Regions from separate parts of the Mus musculus genome. Here region 1 is linked to region 2. The links are chromatin contacts, called in public promoter capture Hi-C maps. All regions are on one chromosome and are shown on one strand. Each heading gives the region's core, a stretch centred on a gene start, on an enhancer-like site or on the middle of the called end of the contact. The rest is flanking DNA. Distances are from core to core; before and after follow the strand shown.

What was found. Capture Hi-C pulls out chosen DNA fragments and counts their contacts.
Region 1: a contact with region 2 is called in a promoter capture Hi-C map of adipose tissue. The contact joins the promoter of Ywhab here to the promoter of Ccn5 in region 2. A contact is called at or near these places in 8 of 39 promoter capture datasets (the 3T3-L1 cell line, 3T3-L1-derived adipocytes, the HPC-7 cell line and 4 more), 4 of 115 datasets of contacts at active chromatin or transcription factors (embryonic midbrain, embryonic stem cells and pancreatic cancer cells) and 2 of 9 other capture datasets (adipose tissue and pancreatic islet).

Annotation. Positions count from the first base shown.
Region 1 is chr2:163,992,136-163,997,492 of GRCm38.p6, forward strand. It overlaps Ywhab (tyrosine 3-monooxygenase/tryptophan 5-monooxygenase activation protein, beta polypeptide), which reads left to right and starts at 3,062. Exons shown (of 6, transcript NM_018753.6): 1 at 3,062-3,230.
Region 2 is chr2:163,818,499-163,824,741 of GRCm38.p6, forward strand. Ccn5 (cellular communication network factor 5) reads left to right here and starts at 2,336. Exons shown (of 5, transcript NM_016873.2): 1 at 2,336-2,611; 2 at 2,791-2,883. The coding sequence starts at 2,824.

The DNA of each region.
Region 1 (5,357 bases), core at 1,812-4,311, 170 kb after region 2:
CATGAAAAATGTCAATCAGAAAACGCTACCGTGTAAAATGTCAGGTAGTTGCCAGAAGTTGAGGGTATGAAAGTAGGGGATGAAGGAATGAAGCGCAGGGGATTCTTAGGGCAGTAAAACTTTTAGAAACAGAGGTGACATTATCTGTCATGCTTGGCAAGATCTATGGGAGTTTAAAATACAGAGAATGCAGTCCAATGTGAAAACCGGTGCTGGTTAAAGATAATTTATCAATACTGCTCATCAAATGTAACAAATGTATCACAGGAATGTCAGTATGTTATCAAGAAGAGAAATGTGCAGTCAGGAATAGGGAGGTATTGGAATGATGTACCGTCCAGTCAGTCCATTCTTTCTTGTCCCGAGACTGGCCATGTGCCCGTCTCCCACACTGCTGTAATCGCTGGCCCATTAGGCTAGTCCTTTACCCACCCTGTGCTATTTAGTTTTTGTCAATTTGACACACACTAGAGTCACCTAGAAGAGGAGACCTCAACTGAAGGATCACCTGCATCAGATTATCTCTGGGCATGTCTGTGGGCCATATTCTTGACTAATGATTGATGTGGAAGGGCCCAGTCCACTGTGGGCAGTGCCACCCCTAGGCAAGCGGTCCATTGCTGAGCAAGCTATGGGAAGGAGATCGATAAGCAGTGTTCCTCCATGGTGTCTACTTCAGTTCCTCCCTCCAGGTTCCCGCCTTAGCTTTCTTTAGTGATGGTCTATACTGTGGAAATAGAAGACCAATAAACCCTTTCCTCCCCAAGTTGTTTCTATTTCAGCAACAGAGAAGCAAACTGGAATATACCTTTGAACCCATCAGTTGATTGTTGTGGCTTGCTGACCCCTGGCCTAGAATGCAGAGATGGTGAAAGGATTTAATCCATGCAACCCTATAGCAGGCACTAGGGGAGGCCTGACAAAGAGCAATTCTGTTGACTCCATGTACCGATGATGGAACTTGTGGCGTAATCATTAGAAGCCTCTAACCCATTAGGCTTCTGTCTAGATGGAGGCAAAAGACTGTCCTGTCATATTAGAGCTACTGCACTCTGAACAGACTCTGGATTTGTAACTGGTCTTTGGTCTACCAAAAACAAATCCCCATGAGGTTCTTGTGGTATTAAGAAACCCATCCAGTGTTCTAGTTCAGTGGTTTTGATTAAAATCCGATATAAAATCCATGATATATATATCCGCTCCAAGCTTCCGAATATATATATATATATTACACAATGCACCCTTTTTTAATGTTTATTTATTTATTATATGTAAGTACACTGTAGCTGTCTTCAGACACACCAGAAGAGGGCATCAGATTTCATTATGGATGGTTATGAGCCACCATGTGGTTGCTGGTATTTGAACTCTGGACCTTCGGAAAAGCAGTCAGCCCTCTTAACCACTGAGCCATCTCGCCAGCCCTACACAATGCACTCTTAATCTCATTCAAGTTAAAAGTTGTTGTACTTGGTTCAGGACTGATGTGGTCTGCATCTAAAGAACAAATGTCTGTACAAAAGACTTGAAAATGACCTTTATACCCTAGAAAGTCTGTGTATACACACCCAATCTGAAGTAGACAGCCACTCCATAGTCCCAGCTACCATATAGAAATGTAGACAGCAGTTTTCTGTCCATAGAAATCTGATTTGTATGGTTCTGAGTTCTATAAGAAAGCAGGCTGAGCAAGGCAGCATCTCTCCTCCATGGCCTCTGCATCCGTTCCTACCTCCAGGTTCCTGCCCTGTTTGAGTTCTTGTCCTGACTTCTTTGGTAATGAATAATTTGGCCGTGTAAGTCAAATAAACCCTTTCCTCCCCAGCATCACAGCAATAGAAACCCTAGCTAAGACAGCAGCTAACTCAAAGTGTTTATTCATTCTGGAACAGTACATTGGGAGGATGGGGAGTTATATAAATGAACTGGGGTGCTGATAATGGGTAAGGACAGAGCTCTGATTGTCTCGCCCAGGGAACTATTAAGTCGGAGCCATCAGCGATGGGTTTCAAAGCAGCGGACACAGAATGACATTGAAAAGATCATTTGGTACTTGATGGGGGCAGGGCTGGAGAGTCAAGCGGTGAATTTGAAGTCTGTCATTAAGCTAAGTGAGGGTAAAAGGAGAAATGACAAAGGCCTATTACTTTGTTCTTTCTCTAAAAACTGTAAGCTTCAAGACGCAAGTCTTGCTGTACTCCCCAGCACTCTGAAAATTGCCACACGGAATTTGTGGGAAATGAACGAAGGCGTGGTGGTGGAGGTATTTTGAAGGGCTAGACTTAAGGGTCAACAGGCTTGAGTGAAGTAGTAATAAAATTTAGGTAACACTGAAAGCCGTTTGGGGATCCCAGGGTTCTGTCTCTGACGATTTCCCTTTGAAGGATACTTGGGGACCAGGGAATCTCAACGAAGAACTGATGTACACTGGTTTTTTTGTTTTGTTTTTCTGTTTTTATTAAGACCTTGGAAATGTTCTGTTCCTGGTACTTCATGAAGCGTCCTTGGTCTAGGAAAAGAACAGTAAGTACCTTTTAGGACTGAAAGGTGAACTAACTGAAAATGGAGGGCTGTCTGTTCTCCTTTAGTTACAAGCATTCCCTTAACGCACAGCTAAAAGCACTGCTAGGCTCTCCGACCCCGTGAGAATTATTTTCAGGGTTGGGTAGGAACAGACGATCCTAGGCTCAACCAAGACCGCTCCAAGCTTCCGAACCCTGCCCTCCCGGAGCCCGCCCTGTTCTCACACATCCCAGCCCTGGGGCGGCCACCTCGGCCCCGCCCTCTCTTCTTCCTCCTTTTCCTGCTCCCCCGCCCCACTTCCTTTCCCTGCGTCCGCCCCCTCCTCGCTCCCACCCAGGCTCTGCGTCCTCCCACGACCGCTCCCTCTTGGTCCTCCCTGACATCCCCTCCTCCTGGCTATCACCGCCCTTTTCAGGAGGACGGAGCAACCCCGTGCCTCATTCACCCAATGAGGAATCGACTCAGGGTGGGGCGGGACTTGGGCTAGAGCGGAAGTGGTGGCCAGAGCGGAAGTGCAGCTGCCGCCGCCGCCACCGCCGCCGCCGATTCCGGAGCCGGGTAGCCGCCGCCGCCACCGCCGCCACTGCCCCTACGGTCGCTGCCACCGCCGCTGCCGCCAGCCCCGCCTGAGGAGTGAGCCCGGGAAGGACGCAGTCGCTGCCCTCTGATCTTCCCGGAAGCGCCTTTGCTCCCTCCAGTCCTCCGCGGTGAGTGCGGCGTGGCTCCCAGGGGCCCCAGCCCAAAGCCCCTTGTCGGGCTGCGGCCAGGCTCACTGTCGCCGCCAGGCTTACTGCCGCCCCTCCCCGCTTCCGGCCAGGCCTGCGCCTCCGCGGGAAGCCCGGGCTTCTCTCTCGGCGCGCCGTACGGGGTGCGGCCAGGCCTGCGCGGCTGGGGACCGCTGGGCCGCAGGCTCCCCCCCTCCGGCACCATCTCTGCTCGGCGCCGCCCCTGCCTGCTCCCTTCGGGCCCCGAGCCATCCTTCTGGGCCTGTCAACCTCTCTCATTCTTTGTGGCTTTCAAAAATTGAAATGTTAGTCGAAGGCGGGCGAGTTCCCGAGCCGCGACGCCCCTGCCGCACTCCCCTGGATGAGTAAGGGTTTAACCTTGGCGACAGCTGGGGCGAATCCCTCTCCCACTTTGCAGTAAAGCTGTTTCATCATCGCTGGTGTGGGAAACCCAGCTGGACCCGAGATTCCCTGACAGCAGGGTTGAGGTTTGAATTAAGAAATGGATTTATCTGAACCTTTCACTGACTCAAACCGGATTCCCAATGGGGTGGGGGAAGATCAGGCTGAGAATTGAGTCTTTTCTCTTGATATTTGTCGTCTTTTACTGCCAGAATCTCGTGTGTCCATGCCCCAAATTCATCCATACACTTTTTTGTGGCATATATATATATATATGTGTGTGTGTGTGTGTGTGTGTATATGTTATATATTGTTTGAAATTTGTCTAGTAACCTCAGTGTTTGAGGAAGGAGTAGGCAAGATGTGGACCCTTTTTTGCAAGATGAGCGCATCTGGGTCTGTTGCAAATGGAGAACATGCGTGCATCGAGGATTCCAAAGGTGGCAGCGTTGGTGAGAATTTGCCAACCTCTGTAAAAATGCATGGCTCATGTCCTTGCCTTCAGTACATTTTCTCTGGTGAGACTAGATAGCACTGGACTCTTGATTTTACTTGCCTGGTGTGGGAGGTGGAATCTGGCAAGATGTTACAAATCTCTAAAATCCCGGGAGCCGGTGCAGAAAGGTGTAGCGCTTAAGAGAATATGAAAATTACATTTCTCACTGTATCTCAGGTGTTCCTGTGAAACCATACAGACACACAGTTTATGGGACTGAACACGTGCTTACTCAGCATCTCACATCTAGCTGCTGGAAATTTATACGAATATTACTGGGATCTTGGTGGATTTCTCTTGACTGCCTCCAGTGCAATCCATTTCTTTGGGTTGCCCGAGTCTTTTTAAAATTTTTTTATTTTATTTTAAGATCTATGTCCTTAGCATTATATAGCCGGCAGATACTGGTTTGTTTGTTTGTTTGTTTTGTTTGTTTGTTTGTTTTTTTCATCCCCACCCAAGTTAGAATTTTAAGCATGACCTTAGAAATGAAAGGCTGGAAATTCAGTACTAAATGCTAAATTATTTTCTTAGCCTCTGCCTTCTAACTATAAGAAACCATTCACCCATCTTACAGATGAAGTCTTTATAAGAAATGAGGTGATTTGGCCTAAACCTCACACCTACTTACAGACTGAATATTCTCTTTCATCGGTGGCAAGTATTTGTGGACTGTCAGCCCCTGGAGTATGGCTCCTACCCTGTTATCTTCCATTTCCCATCATGCAGTGCTTGGGTTATATTGAAGCCATTTTAGAGCTGGAGCTGTCTGGATCAGGGAGGCAGCCTGTGTGGAAACCAGGCCGAGCACACTCCCTTGATGCTCGGTCCCTAGGCAGAGTCCCCAGAGATTTGGGCTGCTGCAAAAAGTGCATTTTCCCCATTTGGCTGTGGATCCAAAAACAGCTCTGGTTAGGTGACTTTGATTCAGTTCTTCCCTCGATTGTTTTCTGGCTGTGATCTTCCTTCAGGAGTTAATTCATCTCAGCTTCTGAGCCTCCCTGTCTCACCGTTGTCTGAGACCTTCTGTAAACTGTGTTAAGTACAAGCTTTTGGTTTTGTTGTATTTAAATCCCTGACTTCAGTGTTTTCTTTCTCCCTTTCTGATAAGGTGCAGTCTTATTTTTTACACTTGCTATGACAGATGATATGAATGTTCCATGGAGAATATCTAGTAACTCTCATCTGGACTCAACAAATGACAACTGTTT
Region 2 (6,243 bases), core at 1,086-3,585:
AGGCAGGGATGGAGTATGGAATAGCAATGAGTGGGACTGAGCATGGCTTCCAGGTATGCAGACACCACCACCACCACCAACAACAAAATGGTGTTTTTACATCAACAGTAACTAACCAGGAATACTCAAACTCATGTCAGCTCAAATAGGAGGGTCTATGGGACTATATACATATATACATATTAAAGACACTGGTTACATATTAATACATATGTATATATATGGACATATTATTGCCCCCTTAATTATGTACATTAAATCTATAAGGAGTATCCAGGACACATATGTAGCTCTAGGCACCATAAGGGATACATCCTCTCCTTTTTGTCTATGAGTCAGGGTCTTTCTATATAACTCAAGCTAAACTTAAACTCATTATCCTCCTGCCTCAGCCTTAAAGATACAGGGATGACATGCATGCTTGCCCTTGCCTGGCTCCAATCTCCTTCTTTTATGCCTCCCTCTGTATATGAGACCTGTCTTCAAGGTACCTCCATGGTACAAGGCAGCCACGAACATCACTATCCCACCTTTGACCAGAAGCAGAGGAAGAAAGGAGTGTCAGAGTGACAAAAAGAAAGGCCTTCCCTTTAGGGACCAGTCTCAGAATTTGCACCCAATGCTTTTGCGTAACTCACAACAGGAAGCTAGCCACATAGCCTTGCCTGGCTGCCAAGCTGAGCACATCACTGTCTTACACAAACTCAGGTCTTGGAGATAGTGGCAGGAGATAGACAATTATCAGTGTGGACGTTGTGTAGGTCTGTCTGAGAGAGTTTCCGTGCGGCCATGGAGCGGGTGAGCACCCAAGACAGGGTGTCAAGTCTGGCTCAGAGTTGACTGCGTACCAACAGCCGTCCATTCACCACTTCAGCGTGCCAGCCCCAAAACTCAGCGGCGTCTCACTCCACACCTGCCTGATTCAGGTCCTGTGTGCCGTACCTCTGCCCACGCTACCTAACCAAATGACTGCGGTCTGCCTTTCCAGTCTCGCTGGTGTCATGCCTGCGTGTGGCATAGTCTAGTCTCGATAAACATAGAAAGGATCAAGCAGGGAACTACAGACAGCAAGGACCCAAGGTGGCCATGCCATTTCTCCCTCAGGCCCTCAGGTCATATAGACTTATTTGCTAGATATTTGTCTTCTACCCACAGTGGTAGGCAGAGTCTGTATGTGACTCGGAGGGAGCATATAGCCTCCAGGTTTGTTTTCTTTTGAGATAGGGGCTTGCTTTGTAGCCCAGGCTAGCCCCCTGTGATCTGGGCTCATGGGTGTGTTGCACTGTAACTGGTGGAGGTGTTGGGAGCCACAGCCTTCTCTAAGCACCTAAGACCCTGTTTCTGACTTTATCCCAGAATCAACCGCCCCCCCCCCAAGATGTCCCGCCTTCTATTTCCTGCCTCAGCTCATTGGCCAATCAGCCTTTTATTGACAGATGATGCTTCTACATATAACACAGCAGATGTCTCTACACCCTGATTTTTTTTAAAAAGATTTATTTATTTAAGTATTTTATGTATATGGGTACACTGTTGCAGTCTTCAGACACACCAGAAGAGGGCATCGGATTCCATTACAGATGGTTGTGAGCCACCATGTGGTTGCTAGGAATTGAACTCGGGATCTCTGGAAGAGCAGTCAGTGCTCTTAACCACTGAGCCATCTCTCCAGCCCTACACCCTGATCTTTAAATCCCATGTCCTTCTACCCAACACTCGTTGATAGGACCTTAGGGACATCCCCTGTACCCAATGGATACAGTTGGTGATGTGAATCCTGTGTTTTATTCTCTGCGTATTCCTGCCCAGTCCAGTGCCCAGGAAGCCACATGCCCACTAGATACCTTCTGTACTGAGTATGCCAGGCTACTATGTTAGGTCCCTCCTCCAGACATTTGATCATGCTGTTCCCTCTGGAACATTCTACCGCAGAGCCTTGTTAGCTTTCAGAATTGGCATCTCCCTCAGAAGTTGTATCTCACTCTTTGTCTGAACAAGGGAGGGGGTCCTTACACTTTTCATTACTACCCCATGCCCCAGGCTCTGGTCCCCAGGTCTGTGCTGTGTCTCCAGGTCTGCAGAACCCCTCAGAGCTGGTAGAATCCAACAAAGACAATTTTGCTCAGTCAGATCAGCAGAGACCAGCAAGTGCCAGCACACAGTAGGCTCAGTCTGCTTAGGCTTGGCCACCCTAGGCCACCTTCAGAGCCCAGGAGGATAGGGAGGCTCTTGGTTGCCAAGAGCAGACAGGCTGCCAGGGAAGCTCTGCTCTGGGTCACACCCACCTCTGGGTGGCTGCCAGTCTCCCTGCCAGAAACCACAGGCTGGGTCTGGGCTGCCCAGAGCTTGAGCTTCAGGGCTCAGGACACCGTGGGTCAGATCTGCAGAGCATTTGACAGACGCTCCTGATCTCCAGAGGACCCCGGGCTGGGACAGGGGCCTTGGCGAGGCTGCAGCTGCTGTGGCAGTAGCTTGGGATGGAGGTCTTTCTTGCTGGGAACTGAGGAGCTGAGAGGCTCCTGTCAGGCTCCTGTCCTAAACTCTTGGCACTTGCGGTGGCTTGGGCTTCACACACTGTCAGACACCTTCTTGGTGGCCTCCTCGGCCTCAGGTAACTGGGCTTATTCCTGGGACTATGGAAACCGGTGTAAGGACTATAAATGTGTGTGTGTGTGTGTGTGTGTGTGTCTGTCTGTCTGTCTGTCTGTCGTTTTCTCTTTCTCTGTATGCACCTAGAAGGAACCTCATTCCCTCCAGAACATAAAAAAAGACTCGGGTCTTGCTTCCCAGGTTTGAAGCTGGCTCCACAAGGGACACGGTGACATGAGGGGCAACCCACTGATCCATCTTCTGGCCATTTCCTTCCTCTGCATTCTCTCAATGGTAAGGCATCCTGGTCTTGAATGACAGCAGAATTCTGGGTGGTGGGACAGATATATGGTCACAACTTAGAACTCTTGGAAAGACCCTATACTGGATACAGTCTGGTCTCTGTGCCCAGGCTTGCTTCCCTCTCTGGGCATGCAAGTTCGGCTGTGTGACCTCAGACAAGTGTCCTACCCTTTCTGAGCTTCAGCCTCAGTTGAATGGGTACAATGTTCATGAAGCTTCTGGGGAGACCACTAAGGAGAACTGCATCCACAGAAGATAGCATAGGTCCTGGACCTAGATGAGTGTCTAAAAGAGGACAGTGGGATCCTCCAGTGTCATAGAAACTAAAACAAATGTGAGTGCTGTGTAGCTCTGAACCAGGACAGAGGTTGATGCTGGGGTCTGATTGCAAAGTACAGTCCATGAGGGTACAACATGCTAGCCCTCAGGCAGTCAGTGACCTCTGGCCCTGGTCAGAGAGAGCAGGAGACATCTCTGTGGCAAATGTCCTTGTCCCTTGGTTCACATTGGGCATCTTTTAATTGGCTTGTGAGTAGTTCCGTTTGCACATTTATAACAGTCTTATAACAAATTGTCCTGTTTTGATCAAAGGAGACTCAGAGAGGGTAAGCAATGTGCCCAAAGCCACACAGCAAAGAAAAAGAACAATAGAAGAGTTGCATGGTGGAGCCTGGGGCAGACATAGGTGTGTCTGGAGGAAACCCTAGTCTGTGTCTCTCTACCCTAACCTGAGCAATACCTCACACTAAATGTTAAGTTCCCAGTATCACCGAGTTAAGGCCTTGAGCCAATGCAGTGTTGAGTATAAACATCTCCCTCCCTGGGACCAACTGGCTTCCAGTCTTGAAAGGTGTTGAGCAGAACATGGTGCTGGAGAGGGTAGCTTGGGTGGTCTCCTGGGCCCCGGGAGGGGAGGGTTCTGAAGGGCTGAGGAAGAGCTGCCCTAGATTGGCCACTGGTGTGACATTTATGAAGCCATTCTTTCCTGGTCCTGGGAAGTTGATTGGCATCTGGGATGTAGTCATGGAGAGGACCTGAGGCCACAGCCTTCCCGGGGGATGGAATTCTGGATCTTCCAGGCAGGCTGTGGGCTCCAGGCTCTGGACTGGGGCAGGAGGAAGGAACCTGGAAACAGCGAAGCGATGTTGATCAGGGTCTGACAGCGACCAGAGACTTAGTTACTTAGTCTGGGGAGACCAAAGCAAGTGAGACAGCTTGAATATGGGGACAGAATGGCTAGCAAAGGTGGAGGAGAGGAGGATGCCAGAGGGGCTGCTGCTTCCATAGGCTAAGCAAGAGCACCTGCCCTGCCTACTTACTGTCCTTGAACTGAGGACAGAGGCTGAGGCTGAGGTTCAGGTGCTAACGGAGTCCCTGGGGGAACAGCAGGCTCAAGAGTTAAGTGCGGGCTCTGCCTTCCCACCAAGCTGAATTCTCATCTTGTCCCACTGCTTTCCAGATATTTATCACTTGATTTTGACCTGCTTTGTCCTCACTGTTTTGGAGTTTATTCTGAAACAATGTGTCACTCTGTAGCCCAGGCTGGCCTGGAACTCACTATGTAGCTCAGGCTAACTTCAAAATTCTTCTGCCTCAGTCTCCCAAGGGTTATTTCATCATCTTTAAGTCAGACACGAAGCCCATACCTCGTAGGAAAGGGCTAAAGGGAAAGCTTGTGCACACAGCACTCAACGTAAGGGTATCATTAGTGGCTTTTCTTGGAGTCAGGACCTGAAGAAGCCAGAAACTACCGAGAGCCTGCAGCAGGACTCCGGCTCAGTAGAAGGCTCGTTTTGTCTTTGGCCAGTTCTGCTCAGCCAAGGGAGTCAGACCCTTGCTCTGAAAGTCTGCCTCTTTCTTCTCAAGACAACTGCAAGTGAGTTACCCAAGAATGTCTTATATTCCATGTTGAGATTACACAGGAGGCTTGGAGAGGTGACAGTGCATGCTCATGGCAAGCTCTCAGAGGCTGCTGGTCCAGGAACCCTCTGGAACCTGAAATTCTGCAGGGTGTCCTGCCTTAGGTGGGAACCACTCACTCACTCACTGGCTAGGGACAAGCAGCAACTCTGGGGCGGCCTCTGCTGGCCAGAGTGAGAACTGCGGGCCCTGGAGAGCAGGTTTTTTTGTTTTTTGTTTTTTGTTTATTTTTGTTTTGTTTTGTTTTGTTTTTTGTTTGTTTTTGAGACTCTGGATCCAGGGGTGGGCAGGATGGGGCGGCGGTAAACAGATCACTGTTTCCTTGATCCCATCAAGAGGTCTGGGGTCTTTAGTTTTCTTTTCCTAAATCACAAATCCTCCATATAAGGCCTTCTATTCCTGTTAAAGATTGATCGTTCACTGGTAGGGTAGGCAGTCTGGAACATCTTGAGTGCTATCTCCCTCCCTCTTGGTGCCCACCCTTTCGGGAGCTCATGGCTTCTGGAACTTCATTTGTGTATTTCTGTCTTGGGTGAAAGGCGCAGTTGTAGCACTGGGGTGAAACCCTGCGATGAATGGGTACGGAGGCCCTGGCTCAGTTTTTGCCTCTTTCAGAAGTGTCCTCCTCTGGGGCCGAGAGTCCACAGCAGTGAGGTGGGCGTGGCATGGCTCCCAGATCTGACTATTGGCAGTCACTCCCCCCTGCTCCTCCTCCATGCGGAGTCAAATTTCCCATTCGTGCAGGGTGCTGAGAGCGGAGCGGTGGTGGTGGAGTGGAGTGATATGGGGGTGGAGAGCTGGGGTGGGCTGGGCCAGAGGGGCTGTGGACCTAGATGGTTCTTAGACGCTTCTAGACAGCCTATTAAATAGATCACAGGTCCTGCCTCCGTGACTTCTAGTTTCGTGAGTCCCAGAGGAGGCCTGGGAATCTGTATTGCCCTTTCCTGGCTAATCTGATTGTGCACTTAAGGCTGGGAAGCATGGTGGGCTGTGTCAAGACCGGGAAGTGACGTGTTCTGTTTGACTTCTCAAGTCCGAGGGGTAAGAACACACTCTTCCCTTGGTATCACTCTCAGGCTTTTGTACCTGCCCTCCCGTGAGCACATAGCCAAGATGGCCACCGGAGTTAGCCACATTTGGGAAGGCAAGGAGATTGTTTGTTGGGGTAAAATGCTCTCAGTGCAAGTTTGAGGACATGAGATCGTGCCCCAGCACCCACGTGTAGCAGCCACACACAGTGGGACACATCTGAACCCTCCATAGTGGAGTGGCCAGCAATGGGCAGAGCCTCAAGTTCACTTGGTTAGGCAGCCTAACCAACTGATGATGGTCAGGCTTGGTGAGATACTCTGCCTGAAAAATAGAAGGTAGAGAGTGATAAATTCCTCTACCTGATGTTGATGTCTTCATATTTTCACATAAACACCTGCA